Regions from separate parts of the Ovis aries genome. Here region 2 is linked to region 1. The links are chromatin contacts, called in public Hi-C maps. All regions are on one chromosome and are shown on one strand. Each heading gives the region's core, a stretch centred on a gene start, on an enhancer-like site or on the middle of the called end of the contact. The rest is flanking DNA. Distances are from core to core; before and after follow the strand shown. Region 1 holds the start of TMEM109 (transmembrane protein 109). Region 2 overlaps VPS37C (VPS37C subunit of ESCRT-I).

What was found. Hi-C and Micro-C count contacts between places; a contact is called where the count stands out from the background.
Region 2: a Hi-C map of hypothalamus shows a contact between it and region 1, with 5 times the contacts expected there. The contact joins the enhancer-like site here to the promoter of TMEM109 in region 1. A contact is called at or near these places in 9 of 16 Hi-C or Micro-C datasets (blood, hypothalamus, liver and 3 more).

Annotation. Positions count from the first base shown.
Region 1 is chr21:34,620,840-34,628,044 of ARS-UI_Ramb_v3.0, forward strand. It overlaps TMEM109 (transmembrane protein 109), which reads left to right and starts at 2,622. Exons shown (of 4, transcript XM_042237980.2): 1 at 2,622-2,831. It overlaps LOC106990353 (a long non-coding RNA gene), which reads right to left and starts at 5,548. Exons shown (of 3, transcript XR_009597936.1): 1 at 5,453-5,548; 2 at 1,664-1,709.
Region 2 is chr21:34,817,427-34,824,631 of ARS-UI_Ramb_v3.0, forward strand. It overlaps VPS37C (VPS37C subunit of ESCRT-I), which reads right to left. Exons shown (of 6, transcript XM_060404285.1): 6 at 5,689-7,205. Among named protein-coding and RNA genes, the nearest start is that of CD5, 26 kb to the left of the region's middle. Within about 2 kb of position 2,950, at least 7 of the 54 cell types and tissues checked have an H3K27ac peak or open chromatin away from gene starts, as enhancers often do. A contact at or near this core is called in hypothalamus, where this site is marked.

The DNA of each region.
Region 1 (7,205 bases), core at 1,372-3,871:
TTCTTGGTTTAAATGCTAACTTAAGGGACTTCCCTGGTGGCCCAGCAGCTAAGACTCCACACTTTCAATGCAGGGGGCCAGGGTTCTGTTTCTGGTCAGGGACCAAGACCCCACATGCTGCAACTAAGAATTTGTATGCCGAAACTAAACATCCCTCACTCCACAACTAGGACTTGGTGCGGGCAAATAAATAAATTTTAAAAATCCTTACTTAAGATTTTAAAAAATGCTACTAACTGTACTCCCTGTATTCTGCTTACTCTACAAGATTGTTGTTTTTCATATTACCCAAAGTGCAACTGAGATTCTGACAAATATTTTGATGACTAAGCAGCTTGAGACAGTCGACCAAATATACAGCTGTTTAGTCCCTAAGTTGTGTTCGACTCCTTGCGACTCCATAGACTCAGTGCACCAGGCTCCTCTGTCCATGGAATTCTCTAGGCAAGAATACTCGAGTGGGTCGCCATTTCCTACTCCAGGAGATCTTCCCAACCCAGGAATTGAACCTGGCTCTCCTGAGTCACTTGCATTGGCAAGCAGATTCTTTCCCACTGAACCACCAGGGAAGCCCTGGCCAAACATATAGTTCTATATAAAATTAAAATAATTGTAATAATGTAACTCTGGACAGAGAAGCCTGGCATGCTGCAGTCCATGGGGTCACAAAGAGTCAGACACCACTTAACAACTGAACAATAGTGTAAATCTAGATATGGGAGGGAAAGTCGCTCAGTTGTGTCCAACTCTTTGCAACCCCATGGATTGTAGCCTACCAGGCTTCTCAGTCCATGGGATTTTCCAGGCAAGAGTACTGGAGTGGGTTGCCATTTCCTTCTCCAGAGGATCTTCCCAACCCAGGGATGGAACCCGGATCTCCTGCATTGTAGGCAGACCCTTTACCCACTGAGCCACAGAAGAGGCAACAAAAGGGAATCATTTCCTGAAACACAGCAGACCAGTGAGACAAGTGGTTCAGATACTTTCATGCTACTATTAACAGGGACATTAATAATGCACTGAGTGGCATATCAAGGGAATCCTCACTTGACCTAGGAATAAGCCTTCCTGGCACCATGGGACAATTTGGTTATGAAACGACTCCCAAACCTTGGTTAAATTTAGTACCACAAGGTGGCACTGTAAAACAAGGAATGTCACTCACCATCCAGTTTCACCTAGATTAAGTCCTCAGCACTGACCTACAATACACCCTGAAAGAAATTCAGCATGAACAGGTTGAGCCACTATGCTTTGAGAAAACAGGCAAAACAGACCCTTAGATAGCTAGATACGATAGGAACATTTTTTGTGAACCCCAATTCTTGCATTTTTCCATACTTAGAAAAGCATTAAAATCATGAACTGAGATACCTGTTCCTCTTGACCAGCAGTAACCTTCTACTAAGATGTAAGCTGGATTGCACACACCGCTTACCAAAGTTACAGATATACTGGCCTCTCCTCTACCTCTTGGGAGTAGTTCCTCAGAGCTATGGAAGGCAGAATCAAAAAGCTGATTCAGGGAGGGAGAGGGAAAAAATAGATTTCTGTTTTAGAGTGTTGAGTTTCAGAACTGTTTCAGGAACATCAAAGGGGAACTTACCTACATAAAAGCATTTAGACAGCAACTTAAATTTAAAAAACAAAAAACTCCACTTACTTCATCAGAAAAAGTTCACTCCACTTATTTCCTTGAATCTCCATACCTGCTAAGTGAAGATGTATGTTAGGATCTTCTCATGTTGTCCAAAAATCTTGGCTTTCTCTGCCCACTGAAGCCAAATAAAATATGGAGACAAGGTTTGGAGGAAATAGAATGGTGGCTCCAATCCTCAGGCACTGGGCCTCCCTTCCTCGAGAAATCAAGGGATTATATAGGTGAGGGCACACAGTCTACGGTCAGTGACAAAGAACAAAGGTGTAAGAATCTTATATTCTTCTTCCTCTTGCACTGTTTCAAAAACAGTTATAGACTGGAGTCAAGCAGCCTGTTAATTGGGTCCATTGTCTTTCCTGAATTGTACTGGAGCCTTCCCCTGGTGACTCAGTTGGTAAAGAATCTGGCTGCAATGCTGGAGACCCAGGTTTGATCCCTGGGTCAGGAAGTTCCCCTGGATGAGAAAATTGCAATCCACTGGGATTCTTGTATGGAAAATCCCATGGACAGAGGAGCCCATAGGGCTATAACCCACAGGGTCACAGAGTTCCAACCGACAGGACTGAACGAATTTTGCATGCAGGCACGCACTGACTACAGATAGGAACATTCAAAGTACAAAAAGTGCTTCAGAAAAGGGCAAGAGAAAAAAAGAAAATGTAAGGTCGGACCCCAGGGGCCATGATGGGCTGCCCCTTTCTCTCCCCCGCCAGCAGGAGAGGTCTTTAACAGAAGGAGCCTCCCAGATCCTGGGGACCAATAACAGCACACTTCGCCAGCTAAAGCTGCCCCACCCCAGCCACGTAGAAGGACCTGTCAGCCCGTGACGCCTCGGCCTGGCGACCTATCCGAACTCCCGTCCATCTAGCCTGACCATCCCTCGCAACAAACGTATAAAAACCACCCCCAACACAGTCCGGGCACGGACTACCTCGACCTGCCTCGTTCGGGTCAGGGAACCCCGCCCAGGAGTGCTTCGCCATTAAAACCCTGTTAGACACTCTTTTGGTGTCTTGATCTTTTACCTAACATTTGGCGCCCAACGTGGGGCCCAAGGTGAGGGCCCATCCCGCGACGAGTGGGATTTGCGGTCCCCTCGGGTCTGGCCCGCACCGGACCAGGTCACCCTGTCACCCCTCCGGGACCATTCAACCATCTGGCAGGATACGGGGTAAGTTCCATCAGTTGGGCTCTGGGGGTTGTTGCTCCCGTTGCGATTATGCCTAGGGTGTCCTGGTTCCTGTAAATCGCGGCTGCTTTTGGACCCCTCCTCTGCAAGCCAGGCTTGCTTCCTCGCCGCCTGTCAATTTGGAGACGTTCATCTTGGCTGAGTGACCTCCTCGCTGGGTTGATAGCCCGTTCGGGGACGCCTGACCGGACCACTCCCAGCCCCGTTAATGACTGGTCCAGGACCTTCGTTTCATAGTCGCCATGGGGGCGGCTGCCTCCAAGGCTGACCAGCCCTGGTCTACACCGCTAGAATGTCTACTCACCAACCTCAGAACTCTACATATCTCCGGAGAAATTCATTCCAAACGCTTAACCTTCCTTTGTTCTGAGGCATGGCCCCAATATTCTTTAGATAACAGCTCACAATGGCCACCAATCAGAACTTTCTATTTTAACATCCTCCGTGACTTAGATAATTACTGACAGAAGTCGGGAAAATGGTCTGAGGTACCCTGCATACAGGCTTTCTGGCTGCTGCTCTCCCGTCCCACCCTATAAACCCACTGTTCCCCTTCTGAAATTCTTCTATCGCCCTTGCCAACTTCTCCCATGTCTTCCCCTCCTCCACTGCCCTCACTACCCAGCCCTCCTGTGACAAAGCCGCCTCTATATCCACCCCTCCCTTCATGCCCAGCTTCACCGACCTCCCCCACACCAACCCCCCCCTCTATTGCCCTTGCCAACTTCTCCCATGTCTTCCCCTCTCCCACCATCCTCACAGCCCAGCCCTCTGGTGACTACGCCTCTTGCCACTCACTCCCTTGGCTCCACCTCAATATCCAGCTTGACCACCTCCAATCCCAGACACCAAAAACAGCTTCCCCTATGAGCCCCCTTCTACAGGACCCTTCCCTCTCTGCCCATCACCCTCAGAACTGCCAGAAATGCCGTTCTTAATCCCATCTCTGTCATGAGACTTCTTGCAAAACCTAACAGAAAACTTTTTCCTTTTTCTCACTGGAACACTTTTAGTACTTTATAGAATTAAAAAACAAAATTCAGCCAAATACATTTCAAATATCTAATTAGTTATGGGAGATTCATAAATTAGGCAGCATCCCATATCTCCAAAGAGCTATAGTAAAGAAAAGGTTTTCAAACGTAGGACATAGAATCCATAAACAGAAAAAAAGATTACTTTAGGCGTGAAAGTGAAGAGTTGCGTAGTCCTGTCCAACTCTTTTCGACCCCCATGGACTATACAGTCCATGGAATTTTCCAGGCCAGAATACTACAGTGGGTAGCCTTTCTGTTCTCCAGGATATCTTCCCAACCCAGGGATAGAACCCAGTTCTCCGGCACTGCAGGCATAGGTAACATATTTTATGGGGAACTGAAGGGATCTATATGGCAGATTATTTCAGTTTCCTTTGGGGGCAGTTGAGAGCCCGTTGGTGCTGACCAAAAAATTCCTGACTAACTCGTTAAGACTACATTTCTGGGTGACGTTGAAATTTAAGCTACGACAGGTATTAACTCCCGGATTAGGGACTTGTCCTAACAAGTGACTCCATTTCAAGCCTATAGTTTTCTTTCAAACAATAATAAAGTTGAAATAAGGACATCCAGAGAGATGAAGTGACCTGGCAGAATAACAAAGCAGGCAAAAGACCTCTTCATTCCAAATCCCGCGGCGTTCTCCCTCACAATGCTGCCTTTTTGATTGAAATGGGTCTGGTAGTGCCAAGCCCTCTCTAAAACTGAGAGAACATTTAGGAACCATCTGCAGAGTTCAGGAGTGGAAATGATCTCAGAGGGAAAGGATGCATTTTCCCGGTTGAGCGCCTCTTAACTGCTCTTCTAACACCGTTTCCCCTTTGTGTCTTTTAAGCGCGAAAAAATTTCTCAAAAGACCAGGTGCGCTCAGGCTCCCCTTTCTTAGAACTACATTTCCCACAATGCCTCAGGGGCCCCCACGTAGCTGAAGAACTACAATGCCCCATATGCCAAGGGTTTTTTTTTTTTTTAGAGGCAGATAAGCTTCCATTCGTGGAGAAGGCAATGGCACCCCACTCCAGTACTCTTGCCTAGAAAATCCCATGGATGGAGGAGCCTGGTGGGCTGCAGTCCATGGGGTCGCTAAGAGTCGGACACGACTGAGCGACTTCACTTTCACGCATTGGAAAAGGAAATGGCAACCCACTCTAGTGTTCTTGCCTGGAGAATCTCAGGGACGGGGGAGCCTGGTGGGCTGCCGTCTATGGAGTCGCATAGAATCGGACACAACTGAAGCGACTTAGCAGCAGCAGCAAGCTTCCATTCGGAGAAGGCGATGGCACCCCACTCCAGTACTCTTGCCTGGAAAATCCCATGGACAGAGAAGCCTGGTGGGCTGCAGTCCATGGGGTCGCGAAGAGTCAGACAGGACTGAGCGACTTCACTTTCATGCATTGGAGAAGGCAATGGCAACCCACTCCAGTGTTCTTGCCTGGAGAATCCCAGGGACAGGGGAGCCTGGTGGGCTGCCATCTATGGGGTCGCACAGAGTCGGACACGACTGAAGCGACTTAGCAGCAGCAGCAGCAAGCTTCCATTCCAAATTTTAAAATGAAGTTTACCCACTCTATAGTCCAGATATAGTCACTTTCCCCTTTCCTGCCAGAGACTTCCGTTCCCAGCTCGAACTTCCGACTCCATTATTCTCCCGGTGGGAATGCCAAGGATAAATACGCAAGCGGAGAGTAGAGCGCATGCGCTGACCGGCACCGGGTTTAGGCCTTTTGGGCGGCTCGCAGGTCCGGGCGCGTCCCGCCTTGCGCGTGCGCAGACGATAAACCAACGCCCCAGAGTTGAGTGTGTTGTAAAACGCGGGTGTAGTGCCGCGTTTTAGTAAAGTCGCACGTGGAGAGCAGCGGTGGCCAGAGCCCGGTGAGTGCAAGCTGAGACTGGGGCTCGGGGGCTGCACGCGGGACTGGATGGCGGCGGCCGCTACAGGTGGGAGCCCGGCGGCATCGAGGCCTGGAGAGCGCCTGTGGGGAGGGGTCCGAAGTCGCGTGGCGGACAGTCTTTTAACTATAGACCCGGATCCTCGTTGCTATGCAACAGGGGGCGTCGTTACTAAGTAACAGGAGAGGCGCGCGTTTCCGGGGAGAAGACTTCGCGGTGCTGCTCCAAGGTCCTGTCGAGGACACGCGGCTGTCAGGTTTGCGGGACGAGGCCAGCGCTGAGCCCCTAGACCCCGACTCCTGGCTACGACTCGACTTCCCGCGGCTTCGCTCCGAACCCTTTGGGGGTATCCCGAACCCCTGGGCCGCGCGGCGTCCCTTGCCGGCGACGTCACCCAGCAGCCTTGGCAGGGGACACGCTGTTCGAAATAGCACAAGCTAGCACAAGCGTGCCACTGACACCCTGGCTCGGGGAGGCCGGGCCCTGGGAAAGGCGCCGTGCGCATGGGAAGCTGCCCCTTTGCTCGTCGCCCTGCCCCCAAACAGTTGCTGGGCAGCAGCTGTTAGGGGTTTAGCGGGGGCTGCCCCCACCTGCCAGGATGCTGACTTCATACTCCCGAGTAGCAGCTTCGCCCGGTTTAGGAGCTTCCTTTCCACGCAGCTGTGCTTTTTGAGTGGCTGCTGCATATTTGGATCAACTTTAAAATAGTCCTCTTCGTACCTCTCCTTGGCTCTCCGTTGTCGTGCTCACCGCTTCTTGGCGGGCTTCTGACACTCATTTAACGAACATTTATTAGTCATTGTTCTGTTCTAGAGCTGGGGATTCCAAGGAAGGTTAGCTGTCAAGTCTGAAGGGGAGGTGTTCAAAGTCTATTGGGGAAGGCAGGCATAAAAACTGCTAAATTATGCTAAGTGCAATGAGTGGTAAATTGGCAATTTGTGGGCTACAACTTTCCTATAGATGTTTATAGTTTACAAAGTTCTTGTAGAAACATGTTAACTACTTGCATTAACTCTTAACCTCATTTGATCCCATTTTAGATTTGAGGAGACTGAAACTCAGACAGTTAAGTAATAAGGTAGAAGGTAGTGGCTTCTAAGTTTTTTTTTTTTTGGCTGCGCTGCAGTGCATGTGGGATCTTAGTTCCCTGGTCAGGGACGGAGCCCACACCCCCTCCACTGGAAGCATGGAGTGTTAACCACTAGACTGCCAGAGGAGTCCAGTAGTGGCTTCTAATGTGTGGCAGAACTGAGCCTGGGACAGAAAAGTCTAGAGTGCTTTGTACACTGCTGCATTTTGGGGGCTTTGCCTGAACAGTAGACTTTCCCCTGTGCTGCTGATCATTTGTGGCAGCTGTCCTGTTATGCATCAAAAATCCCCAAGGAGCTCTGAAAACAAAAGCCTGAACCTGACTGGGGAGAGTCCCAGT
Region 2 (7,205 bases), core at 1,700-4,199, 200 kb after region 1:
TCTTTTCCAGTGAGTCGGCTCTTTGCATCAGGTGGCCAAAGTACTGGAGCTTCAGCTTCAGCATCAGTCCTTCCAATGAATATTCAGGGTTGATTTCCTTTAGGATATGACTGGTTTGATCTCCTTGAAGTCCAAGGGACTCTCAAGAGTCTTCTCCAGCAGCATAATTTGAAAGCATCAATTCTTCGGTGCTCAGCCTTCTTAATGATCCAGCTCTCACATCTGAACATGACTATTGGAAAAACCATAGCTTTGACTATGTGGGCCCAGAGAGGCTAGACATATTTAACCCTGCAGTGCCCAGGTTTTCTTAATGATGCACCAGAGGAGAATATCTGACCTGGAACTTAAGGGTCTGCTGAAGGGAGAGGCTGGCTCAGGTCTCATTGCCCCCTGGGTATCAGACAGTGACCTGAGAAGAGATTTGGGGGCTGGGGCCTTTTTCCACATGATTTGGCCCTGTGTCCACTGGGAGCAACAGATATCAATGGTCCAATTCACAAAAGCCAACTCTGGAAGAGCAAAAGGAAATTTCTAGAAGGACATGGCAGGGGTGAGGGGTGTGCTCACATAATGAGGGAGCTGGAGGGGCACGAGCATGCCAGAGAGCCAGGCCAGCCCCGTCCCCACCAACACCCTCCAGCCAGACCTCCCACCCGCCCCTTACTGAGGACTCCATCATGGGAGAGGCCAGGGTATGGCCCTACCCCGACCATGCCAGGAATCCAGAAACAGGGACACCCAGTCACCTGGGGGCTAGGAGTCACCCGGCAGACTCCTGTCCTGGGGACCCTCCTCAGAGGGAGGATCCTCCAAAGGGAACTGGGGTGCAAAGGGCCTGGGGCACCAAATGTCTCTTATCAGCCCCTTTTCTGAGCAAAAGCTCTTACATCTATAGCTTGGCCACCATTCAGTGGCCTCATAGCTATCTCGGCCTACTTTAAAAACACACTTCCCCCCCAAAAAACTGCCTTTGACCAGAAAGGGGGTCGGGTGATACATCTCCAGGAGGAACATTTGGTTAAGCAACAGAGTGGGAGCTACCCGAACCTCGGAGGTGCCTCTGTCCGCTCCCAGCCGTGGTGGGCAGACACAGCCCACAGGCTGCTGGTCAGTGCTGCTCCTGTGATGAGAAGCTCATGGGATCTCCCTCAGACTTGGAGGATGCTCCGCTGCGACCTGGGCCCACCCTGGGTCCACACTGCAGCCCCACTCCCTATCCTTCAGCCCTCTACGTAAGCCAGAGGGTGGCATCCCCCTGTGTAACCCCCCTACCCGGCCCACTCCCCTGAAGCATGTCATCCACCTGACTCTCATGGGCAACCAGATTCTCCTCATTCTCCTAGCACATTCTCCTCATGTTATGTCTAGGACACTGCTACTGCTACTGCTAAGTCACTTCAGTCGTGTCCGACTCTGTGTGACCCCATAGATGGCAGCCCACTAGGCTCCCCCGTCCCTGGGATGCTCCAGGCAAGAACACTGGAGTGGGTTGCCATTTCCTCCAATGCATGAAAGTGAAAAGTGAAAAGGAAGTTGCTCAGTCGTGTCCGACTCTTCGCGACCCCATAGACTGCAGCCTACCAGGCTCCTCCGTCCATGGGAATTTCCAGGCAAGAGTACTGGAGTGGGCTGCCATGACGCTGGGGACCCTATAAAAAAGCTCACTCTGATAACCAAGAACCAAGCCTAGCTCCAAACCTGTCATGCCTCTAGGGTCTGGGAGTGCTGAATGGGACTACCCTAAAAGGACATTTCAGATGGCCTCATGGCAGCTAACAGAGCTAAGCCTTCTTCTCACCGAGCGAGAAATCTGTGAGGCTCTGAACTTGACACTTAGGTTCTGGCCCCAAGCAGCCCACACACAGTGAGAGGCCCACTGCGGTCTGGCAGAGGACACCCAGTGATTTCATGTGGCGGATGCAGGGCGGGGGTGGACGCGGGGGGAGGGCCTGAGAGCCAGAGTGAAGAGCAGCGGGGGCAGCCAGCCCCAAGTGACCAGCCTCAGTCTCCATCAAGCCACTTAGAAAGTGGTGCTTGCTCTCTCTAGTCCCTGGGTGCCCCTGGCTACCACTTTGGGAGCAACCCAAAGCTCTGACTTGATTGTGCCTCCCACCACCCTGTGAGATGCTCAGCTTCCTACACAGCTCAGGGGTCTCCTAGCTCTCCCTGGTGCTCTGACATCCCCAGCCCCCAACACACTTGCAAGGCAAGGTCAGAGTTCGGGAGGGGCGAAGGGACCGTAACGCTCTGACCGGAGCGTATGTGGATTTGCAGCTTAGGTTCCCCAAGCTTTTCTCAGGACTGTGGTGTCTCGAGGAGGCCTGATGACTTCTGGAATCACAAAGGTATCTCAGCAGCCAGATCAGAGCTGGGTGCAAGTCTCATCCTGACGCCCCCAGGTGAGTGACTTGGTCACTGAACCACCCACCCTGCATTCTCCTCCCTCTGTTTAAACTTGGGGGCCAAAGGGCTGCTGAGAGGTGCCCATGAGATAATGCACAGCCAAGGTTAATACAAGGTGAGGCCCTATTGAGTACTCAAGACTGGTGATTCTCAGCATCTCTGGGCATCACTCACAGGCAGCCTGTCCTGATGAGGACACCTTGCAAGGAAGGAAAAGCAGAAGGGACGATTCAAGGGTCCCTCAGAAGCCTGGTCTCCTGACTCCACCAAAGCTGCTCTTCGGCTGAAAGGCAGAAGATGCCTTTCCAGGGCTCACGATGACCAGGCTGAGTTCAGGGGGAGCTGGAGAGGGAGGCAGGCTGGGTGGTGGCAGAAGACAGCTTGGCTCCACAGCCAGTTTAGCAGCCTGCTGCCCCTCGGTCTCCGTTTAGAAATGGAATGCGAAGACTCGGACCCCTCTGGAGATCCTGGACAGGCGGACAGGCTGACTGTCCCGGTCAGCCCAGCAGGTGGCAGTAATGGGGCCCCTCCTGGGCGCCGATGAGACTCGCGCGCCACCTAGTGGGCATCTGTGGCCTTGCACCGCCCAAGCTCTGCACCCAGAACACCGCAAGCGAGCCGGTTCCATCTGAAAATGTTTCAGATGGAAAGAAAGCCAGAGAGCAAAAGCTGGAAAGGGAAATACTGTAAAAGCCAAGCCCCCCGGGGGTGAAGGAATAGAGGCGACAATATGCAGAAAGATGGGGCTCTGTGAACGTGAATCAAACAGGCCTTTCAGCAGAGCATGACCCTGAAGGCTGTGGAAGAAATAGCAAAACAAAGAACACTGCCCAGTTCTACGCGGATTAAGTCATTAGCCAGTGCGCCCTGGAAGGCATTTAGGATGAAAAAGAGGATACGGTACTCCATACTTTGGAAAAACAGGCTGAGGATCTTTTCTTTTCAAATCATAGCTTTGTTTGTCCTTTCATTTTTGGCCGCACTGGGTCTTCGTTGTGGCACACGGGCTCTTCATCGCTGGTGCAGGCTTTCTCTGTTTCTGGCGAGTGGGGGCTCCTCTTTGGTTGCAGTATCCATGCTTTTCACTGCAGTGGCCTCTCTTGTGCAGCTCCGACTCCAGCGTGTGAGGGCTCGGTAGTTGCGGTAAGTGGGCTTAGTTGCCCTGAGGCATGTGGGATCTTAATTCCTGGACCGGGGATCTAACCTGTGTCCCCAGCATTGGCAGGCAGACTGTTAACCACTGGGCCACCAGGGAAGTCCCAGAAAAATTTTTAATGAACCCATCTTGCACCTTAGCTCAGTTGGTAAAGAATCTGCCTACAATGCAGAAGACCCCAGTGTGATTCCTGGGTCAGGAAGATTCTGCTGGAGAAGGGAAAGGCTACCCACTCCAGTATTCTTGGGCTTCCCTGGTGGCTCAGCTGGTAAAGAATCCCCCTGCAAGATGTCCATCAGCAGACGAATGGATAAGAAAGCTGTGGTACATATACACAATGGAATATTACTCAGCCATTAAAAAGAATACATTTGAATCAGTTCTAATGAGGTGGATGAAACTGAAGCCTATTATACAGAGTGAAGTAAGCCAGAAAGAAAAACACCAATACAGTATACTAACACATATATATGGAATTTAGAAAGATGGTAATGATAACCCTACATGTGAGACAGCAAAAGAGACACAGATGTATACAACAGTCTTTTGGACTCTGTGGGAGAAGGCGAGGGTGGGATGATTTGAGAGAATAGCATTGAAACATGTATATTATCATATGTGAAACAGATAGCCAGTCCGGGTTTGATGCATGAGACAGGGTGCTCAGGGCTGGTGCACTGGGATGACCCAGAGGGATGGGATGGGGAGGGAGGTGGGAGGGGGTTCAGGATGGGGAACATGTACACCCATGGCTGATTCATGTCAATGTATGACAAAACCACTATAATATTATAAAGTAACTAGCCTCCAATTAAAATAAATAAATTAAAAAAGAATCCCCCTGCAATGCAGGAGACCTGGGTTTGATCCCTGAGTTGGCAAGATCTCCTGGAGAAGGGAAAGACTACACCCACCTCAGTATTCTGGCCTGGAGAATTCCATGGACGGTACAGTCCATGAGGTTGCAAAAAGTCGGACACGACTGAGCGACTTTCACTTTCAGTTTTTGTGCGTAGAAAACACTAAAATCATTAACTGACCTATCTGATCATCACAACTAACAGTCACATTTTTTCTTTTTAACCAAGATATGTGCCTGACTGCCAAAACAGTTTCTATACTGGCTTCTCTGAGCTACTGAGAAGCTGTTTCCTGAGTAACAGTCCTACAGTAGGGTCCCTCAATAAAACAAACCCACAGCTCTTACACTGTGCATTTTTCTTTCAGTTGACAGTTTGGGTGACCACAAAGAGACCCACAGCAGACTTGTCTCCTTCACCTGATATTCTCCAAGGATCTGGAGCCCTGGTACCAACAAGGGCCCCTTGAGCCTGTCTGCCTTCTCACTAGTCCAGAATACTGGGTGACTCTCTCCTGAGCCTCAGAGCTCTCATCTTGTCTGACAATCCTGAGTTCAATTTGGTAGCAGATAAAAAGGTACCTGATTTCTCAGTTGAAAGATACAAAGAAAGGGCTCAGCTGAAAGATACTGAGAAAATTGTCCAGTTGAGAGACACTGAGGTTTGGACAGGGTCATTAGGTAGGCAGTTGGCCTGACATCTTTCACAAAATTGGCAGTTTAGTGGGGTTTGTCAGGACAAAAGTGAAGATACCATACAAGGCCTTTAAGCTCCAAAGATAAGGGACACAGCTCTCACCAGCTATTCATGATTTTCTCAGGCAACTGAGAAATGAAAAGAACTGGTGAAAGGTGAATCCTCACGATATCCAGCAGCCCTGCAGGGAAATCCACTTGTTACTTTTAAAAACTACCTAGTCCAGGGACCCTCACATGAAGACTGGCCATCCAGGGACCTGCATGCCCACAGTGGTTTTAGACTGCTAAAGGGAGAAACGGAGACGCATGAAAGAGCACAGCGGAGAACAACCGTAGGGTGACACCTAGAGGTGCTTGCTAGCACCTATTCCCTAGTCAAAATATATACACTGGCTTCTCCCCCTACCTCTCTGGAGCATCTTTTCAGAGGTACTGAGGGTTTGCTCCTCAGGCTATAACCTGCCGTAAGATCTCCAAGTAAAACTGAAATCCACAAGTCTTACGTTTTCCTTTCAGTTGACAAAATCCATGTCCCACACAGGCAGCCACTTCTCAAATTCACTGCAGCTTCATGGACAGAAGAGCCGTAACTCATCAAAGTTTATTATGGCAATTAATTATACAAACATACCAGCAATCGCTCATCCAGTACAGAAGTACTCGAACCAGTAGAGTCCATTAGTGATTTCTCTGTATAAATAACTTATGAGAAGCAAGCACGACTGGTCAGGGACCGACAGGGCTGACTGAGCATCTCATCGCACGCACCCACTGATGGCACGCAGGCCGGGCAGGGCGGGGCGGGAGGGGCAGGCACCAGAAAGTTGAGTTTCCTCTTTGGCCCCCAGCACCCCAGGCCCACCAGGTGCTGGGTACTAGGGTAATGGACAATTCAAGGCACATATGACTTCCTAACAGATAGCAGCTCCAGAGTCTGCCCTTGAGACCTGGTTCACATCTGGTAACCACCAAGGTAATGCTTCATTCATCACAACCCCCTTTGGTCTATTGTCATTTTTATTACTGAACTGCGTGCTGAAAGCCCCCAGCGTGGTGGGGCCTGTGTGTGGCTCAGAGTCATTGTCCCTGCCCTTTACATTCTGAAGATAAGAGAGATGCAAAGAAATGACTCCGACATAGGGATGGTGTTTTACAAAGCACCACAGGAGAAGTAACTGTTAGGGCATCTTTTGATGTCTGTCTTAGGAGGGCTTTAGGGGGTCATGAAGAGTTACAGGAGAGAGTCAAAGGAAGGGAGGGGGCTGCCGTGGATGAGATTCAAGGCACTAAAGGAGTGGACAGGATGGGGCTGAGCCACAGAAGTCAACCAGAAGCAGGGAGATCCAGACAGGGAGGTGGCTGGGGAGGCAACCCAGCCTTCTCCTAAATGAGCCCCTGATATGACCATGGTCTCCTGGACAAGAACTGCCAGCTCTCCTGCAGCCAGAGGGTCCAAGGCAGTCCCTGGATTCTCCAACCAGAGCCAGCAAGGTCTAGGATCCGCCTCTACGGTCCTCGGCCTGCTCCCTGCACGGGCACTGCTGCTGTTGTTCAAACGGCAGCACACAGGACAAGCTGACCTGACATCGACGTGAAAATCACTCATTGTTTTGCCTACCTCTGTTCTCTCCCCCTGATTCAACTCTGCCATGGAGCGTGTGATGGGCCATCCTTGAACGCACCAAGAGACACAGAGAGCTGCCTCTCTTGGAGTGGGCACCGTGGTTGCACTTGCTAAATCCCAGAGAAGAGGGAGGGAGTGAGCAGGGGCCAGCCAGACCCTCGCTGAGATAACTCCGCACTGGGTTCAGGCATCCGTGAGTCCGTGCAGTCACAAGGAGATGTCCACAGGCGCGGGCACCCATGGGGAGGACTGAACTCCCTGCCTGGTGAGCACCAGGAAAGCTATCGCCTGCCACGGAAGCCAGGTGCTCCCTTCCCCTGGGAGGCCCACAGGCCCTGGAACCGCCTGGTGTGGCCAAGCCAGTCACAGTGCCTGGTCAGCCTTTCCAGACCTGTGCACTCCCAGCTGGGTCCCCTCAGGCTCCTGGGTGACCCAAGTCCACGTGGAGCCAACTCCACTTA